2 separate regions of the Anas platyrhynchos genome follow, and region 2 is linked to region 1. A link is a contact called in public Hi-C data. All regions are on one chromosome and are shown on one strand. Each heading gives the region's core, a stretch centred on a gene start, on an enhancer-like site or on the middle of the called end of the contact. The rest is flanking DNA. Distances are from core to core; before and after follow the strand shown. Region 1 has its middle 68 kb from the start of TRIB1. Region 2 overlaps LOC140001813 (a long non-coding RNA gene).

Region 1 (2,700 bases), core at 49-2,548:
CCACCAGTCCTCCCTGGCCTCCATCCATCCTCAGTTCCTCGTCTTCATCTCACCTGTGCTGATGTGCCTCTAAGGAGCCCGCTCCATCTCAGTAGCTCTTACTGAAGAGGAATGAATCATCTCACTCACGACATCCCAAACCTAAAATAACTCCTTGTGATCTCCATTGAGAGATTTAAAATACTCTCTCCAAGGCTGGAAGCAAGCCTGCAAAAGGATGCAGGGGAGCGGATGGCATCATATCTAAGGTTCATCTGCTACCCTCTGAAATTAGGCTGCTTCCTCACTTACAGGAAAAAAAAAAAAAAAAAGTGGATTTATTTGTGGGAAGAGATGTAGGGAACCCACTTATCTCCTTGAGAAGGGAATTTGGGGCATTACCAAAAGAATAGAGCTGCCCCAAGGCACACAGGAATTTTGCTGGAGTGGCTCTTCTCCTTGGAAGGAGCTGTATGGACATCTCAGGGCTTCTGCTGTAATTTGTTAAGCAAACTCAGCAGCATACCGGAGCTGGTCAGGACATTTTCCACAAAGTGAGATTTCAAAACTGAAATGTTCTTGTCAAGACATCAGGTTTTGAGAAAGTTTTCTTGCAAGAGAGTCATGTAATTTACATCCTGGTGGTTAGGACAGTGGCCAGGAGATGAAAAAGCCAGGTGAAACTCCTCTCCCTGCGCAGTTGAGAAAGAGCTGCAATGAAATCTTTTAGCCAGGAAGACAGCTGGGGCTTGAAAAAGTCTCTCACACTCCAGGCACTGATAGGGAACAACAAAAAAAAAAAAGTCTGAAACCCTGAAAATTACTGCAAAATAGAATAGTTGTCTTCTAAGTCAATTCTCCTGCATATGCAGCAGGCTTGAGTAAAGTGGTTTCATGCAGGCAACAGTAATTGAAAACAGCCATTGAAGTGGTAAACAAAACCAGAACGCTAAATATTAATGTGCAGTAAGTGCCCATGTAGGTTTCCCTTCAATATTAAGGATTTAAACCCCACAGTGTATTTGCAATAACCCATTCTTGTTTCAAAAACATTTTGTTCCAGATAGCTCAAAACCCTGGTCCCTCCTGGCAATGAGAACAATAGTTTTCTCGTGGAAGCGAAGGATAACTTGTTCTAAGGCAAAAATTTCTATAAAGTTCAACCAAGTGGCTCACAGGCAAATGGACTCTGTTGCAAGAATAGTGGGTCAGGACCTTGGTTTTTGCTTCTCCAAAAAAGAGCACCTCCAACAACACAGAGCCCCATAGCAACATGCTCGGGCATTGACTCTGCACTGAGTCAGAAGGAAGAATGCCATGTAGTGACTCACCAGCACCACTTCTGCAGCACTGTGTGGTGCTAAATAATCTAATCTGTCTATCTACTCGCGAGCCTTTAAAGAGCGCTAGTGTGCAAGGGAAAGAGTTTTCACTGGCATGCATGAAAGGCGTCAAGGACTGGATCCTACTCGGTGGAGAGGTGCCATCGTTTCCATCGGGAGCTGGACCAGAGCTTAGGTGCAACACATAGTGTAAAAAAAAAAAAAAAAAAATAGCTATGGTTATCAAAGACCAAGTTCTGCTCTCAGGTATTCTGCGTTATCTGTGCGTGCCGATCTCCCTTTGATGTCGCTGAGAAAGGCGCTCTCCAGGGGAGCACCGCACTGACAGCAGGGCGCAGGGGCAGCAGGACAGGCGGTCCTGCAGGTATAGGGGACGGTCGTGGAGCTTGCTGCCGCTTTCCTGTAGGTGGCAGTGCTAAATTTTTTAACAAAAGTGGATTTTGTGAACTCTGACTGAAGTTCTCGGTTATTTAGTAATCTTATCTGAATGGAAAAGCTAAACCATGCAAGCCACTTCCCTGTCACAGCAGCGTGCTTCACACAGACACAAAGGAGTGCGTGCCTGATCCTGCAGTCAGTGAAAGTCTAGGGGAAAAAGAAATGTAAGGTCATGGCTTCTATTCATGTCATTAACTGAATGCTTTCCTGCTAGGAGTTCAGTGCAGACAGAGACCTCTGGCTCTGATTCCCTCTCAGGATCACAATTGTAGGATATTGCTGCTGTCTCGGTTACACAGTGATACGTGGATGTGTCAGAGCCGTTCCTTACCCCAATATAAAACTCATGCTTTCAGCTCCCAGTGTTAGATAGCTGTGCTGCCTACAATTGGCTTCTGCTAGCAATTTCAGTGCCTTGCAGATATCTCTGTGAGAATACCACAAGACCCAAGGTGCACCTCTTGTGGCAGAAGAGCCATTTGTCCTTTCCCAGACCTACTGACACATCCTGTTATTTGCAGCAAACCAGGAGAGGCAGCTGTGGATAGGAAAACCAGAGAGGCAGCTGATGAAAATGAACATCTGGAGGGCAAAGGAAGGATTCCCTGGGGACTCAGGGGGATACTCAACCCATATCGGCCCTGGGCATCCATCTCCAGACCCACACAACAGCACAACTACATTGCAGGTGTTAACGCGGGTGCAAGAAGCTCCCCTCAAAACCAAGCTGTCAGAGCCAAACCCAAGGTGTCAGTGGGCTGCTTAGCCATGGGCTGGCACTGTCCCACACAAATCCAAGCATGTATAAAAATGGCAGCAGCATATGATGGTTTCCTGCTGACCCTATCTCTCTTATATCCAACACGTAACCTGTCTTGTGAAGGTTAATACACTACTGTTGCAATAGCAGATTCACAAGCTTTCTGAGACCTGAAAAGCA
Region 2 (2,981 bases), core at 185-2,684, 44 kb after region 1:
TCCTGGGGCTATGCTGAATGACCAACACGGCAGGAAAGAGTTTGAGGAATGTGGTCTCCAAGTAATCAGACTGATGAAGGGAAAACATGCTAAATCACATCCAGTTCCATTTAAAATCTCCCTTGCTATTAACTTAATGTAGGTTAAAGAACATTAGGTAATTTAATAAGCTGAAGAAATATGAAAGAAAAAAAAAAAAAGTATTTTGCTTAGAGAAAGAAATCCTATTATGATTCTTAATGAAAAATGTAAGGTTTTATTTTGTTTGTTTGTTTTGTTGTGTTTTGTTTTAAGAGAGCTAATGAACGCTATCTAAATAATCACTTTAATTCACCTGCTTCCATGATCCTAGTGCTATGGACCAGGTCTCCAGCAGCCAGAACTGATGATGCTCCAATAGCTGCAGGACTTCTTTTTTGACCATTCGTGTTCTTTTTCTCTTCTGGAATCTCAAGGATTCCACTTTCTAGCTTGGCAGTTTTCTCTGAAGAAAAATGTTGAGCCTGTTTTCTTTACTTTCACATCCATCTGGCCAGCCACAATAAGCCACAAATTTCAAAAACTGCCATAAAGATAAAACAAACAAACAAAAAGCCCCAACCCAAACCACCATGGAAATAGCCAAGTCAACTGCTCCTATTGAATTCTACCAGCCTTACATAGACCCCTGGGGCCAGGTTTTCAAGTGCTTATTACACTCAATTACTGCTTCTGTTTTAAAAGAGGGTGCGTATTGGGTGCTGGGCACCCACCCTCTTTTAAAGATCTGGCTTTCAAAATTAATCCAAGCAACAATTGTGCAATCCTAATTACCTGTTTATACACACTTAACTAAGTGGTCCAACCAAAGGCTATGTCTGTACAGTAAAATAAATGTGCTTGGGACCATTTCTGGCCCTGAGGCCAGATGGCATGGAGCACCATGTCCGTACAGTTAAATTCCCTTATCCATCAAAACAAGGGAGCCATATCCAACCTGCCCACTGTAAACTGAACAGCCTGTGTTGACTCCCAAACAAAAAAGCCTGGGAATTGTTTGGAAGCCTAGTAGTCAACACTGGCCAGAACTGCACAATGGAACATTTTAACTACTAAATAGCATGGATGATTGTGTATAGGGCCCAGGAATGCATGCTGCTTAATATACTAATATGGACATTGCCTGAGAGTCAGTTATGACCTGAAATCTTTCTGTTATATGTTATGTTTTGTTTTGTTTTTAATCCAGAACAAAAATAAATGTCTCACTGTAAAACCAGTGAAAGGTCTCTATGCCTCTCTATGGATCTCATTCACTTTTGGCTCAGCTGCTAGAAAATATATATTTATAGGCATGTTGTTAGTATTTACGTTGCAGTATCACCAAGGCATGCCAGTCAAGGACAGGCATCCCTTGCAGATGCAAAACAAGATGTGTCTGCTTCAAAGGGTTTGGGAGATAAGCGTTCTAGCAACTCCAGCATCATCAGCATCTACAGGACTGACTGCTTTGGCTGCTGCAGATAGATGGGAGCTCTCTCTGCCCATGCTAATCCCAGGATTGGCCGTGTGGGAAGCGTGGTGTTGAGAGATTCATTCAGGCTGGCCGGGAGCCAGGTGGAGTCCAGATGCAGTCTAGACAAATCAGCCCATAGCTGCCAAGAGCTGGGGCTTGGGAGCTCATGGACAACATCATGTAAATACAGCCTGAATTCTTCAACCTGGAGACAGCCAGATCTTTGCCGCACCTCGTTCCACACAATGGATGTGCCCTCCCTCTATGCCGGTGTCCTCCGAGCATGCAGCCCCCAGCCAGAACTACTGGGACATGTCCATGTTGGAGCAGCACAGGTGTTTCTGTTTTGGAGTTTGCCAGAGCTCAACACAGGCTGCACGACTCACCCGTGGAGCTCCCCCAGCTATTTCTGTGCCATGGGAAGCCCTGTGTGTCTGACCACCACATGAAAACGTGTGTCTGGGAGAGCCTGTGGTTAACACCAGCTGAATTAGTAAGTGAAAAGCATTCAGCAGCACAAACTTAAACTAATCTTGAAGCTGTCAGCATCAGCCAGGTTGAGTTGTCCTTGATCCATGAGTGAATCAGCATGATATTTTGCCATAGGCATCAGAATTATTTTTTATATTGCAAAACATATTTCATACAAAAAATAAGAGAAAGTCTTTGCCCTTTATCATACCCTTTGAAAATTATTGAAATTTTTCACGGTGATGAAAAAAAGCAGCACCAAGCAATCTGGAAAGATTGTACAGCCTGGTCGTAGCAAAAACAGAGCCTCCTGCTCCAGCATGGTCACTGCTCGACACCACAGCCATAGCCGGTGCTCATCTATTCGTGGTCTCACAAGGTGCTTGTTACATCCCCTGCATTTATTCATAGGTTATGCCCGTGCAAAACGTCTGATCTCAGCTGAGGAGCCCACATCCCCCTAAGCCCCCTCCTGTGTCTGTGGTGCTGTGACTGTCAGCTCTGGGGCAGTTCGTCCCCCAGCCTCCCCGCAAGCCTCTGCATCCCACTGCTTTTTCAAAGGAAAAGATGCTTCATCTCTCCTGAGCTCAGCACTGAGCCTCTTGATGTCCTCCTCTACTGCGAAGGCATTTTTGGGAGGTCTGAACCCAGGTGAGGACTGCCAGCTCTGCCCCCTTGGCACAGCTGCATCGTCACCTCCAAGGTTTCTGCAGCTGCTGGGCATCATATGCTTGGTAACATCAGCTGGTGAACCCAGGGTTACAGCATCTGAGAAGGACAGATTTTGAGTTTGCTCATGATTCCTTCTAATTCCAGTGCTTCCAAAGTCACTCAGAGTAATTAGGGTTATTTGGAAATAGGGAAGTGTCCTACCAGGTGGGGTGTCAATGTACCAGGTGAAAACAGAAAAGCCACTGTTCCAGGACTCTCCCAGCACTCCAGTGCTCTTGAAACTTTGGTTTAGCTTTTCCTAGAGGAAATAAATGGGAGTGAGGGCTCCCTGCGTGCTCTCACA

What was found. A called contact is a pair of places that touch in the nucleus more often than the background predicts.
Region 2: a Hi-C map of skeletal muscle shows a contact between it and region 1, with 4 times the contacts expected there. The contact joins two enhancer-like sites. A contact is called at or near these places in 2 of 8 Hi-C or Micro-C datasets (liver and skeletal muscle).

What each region holds. Positions count from the first base shown.
Region 1 is chr2:11,144,268-11,146,967 of IASCAAS_PekinDuck_T2T, forward strand. No RefSeq gene overlaps it. Among named protein-coding and RNA genes, the nearest start is that of TRIB1, 68 kb to the right of the region's middle. Within about 2 kb of position 1,299, at least 5 of the 8 cell types and tissues checked have an H3K27ac peak or open chromatin away from gene starts, as enhancers often do.
Region 2 is chr2:11,188,632-11,191,612 of IASCAAS_PekinDuck_T2T, forward strand. LOC140001813 (a long non-coding RNA gene) reads right to left here. Exons shown (of 2, transcript XR_011807342.1): 2 at 1-2,981. Among named protein-coding and RNA genes, the nearest start is that of TRIB1, 24 kb to the right of the region's middle. Within about 2 kb of position 1,435, at least 5 of the 8 cell types and tissues checked have an H3K27ac peak or open chromatin away from gene starts, as enhancers often do.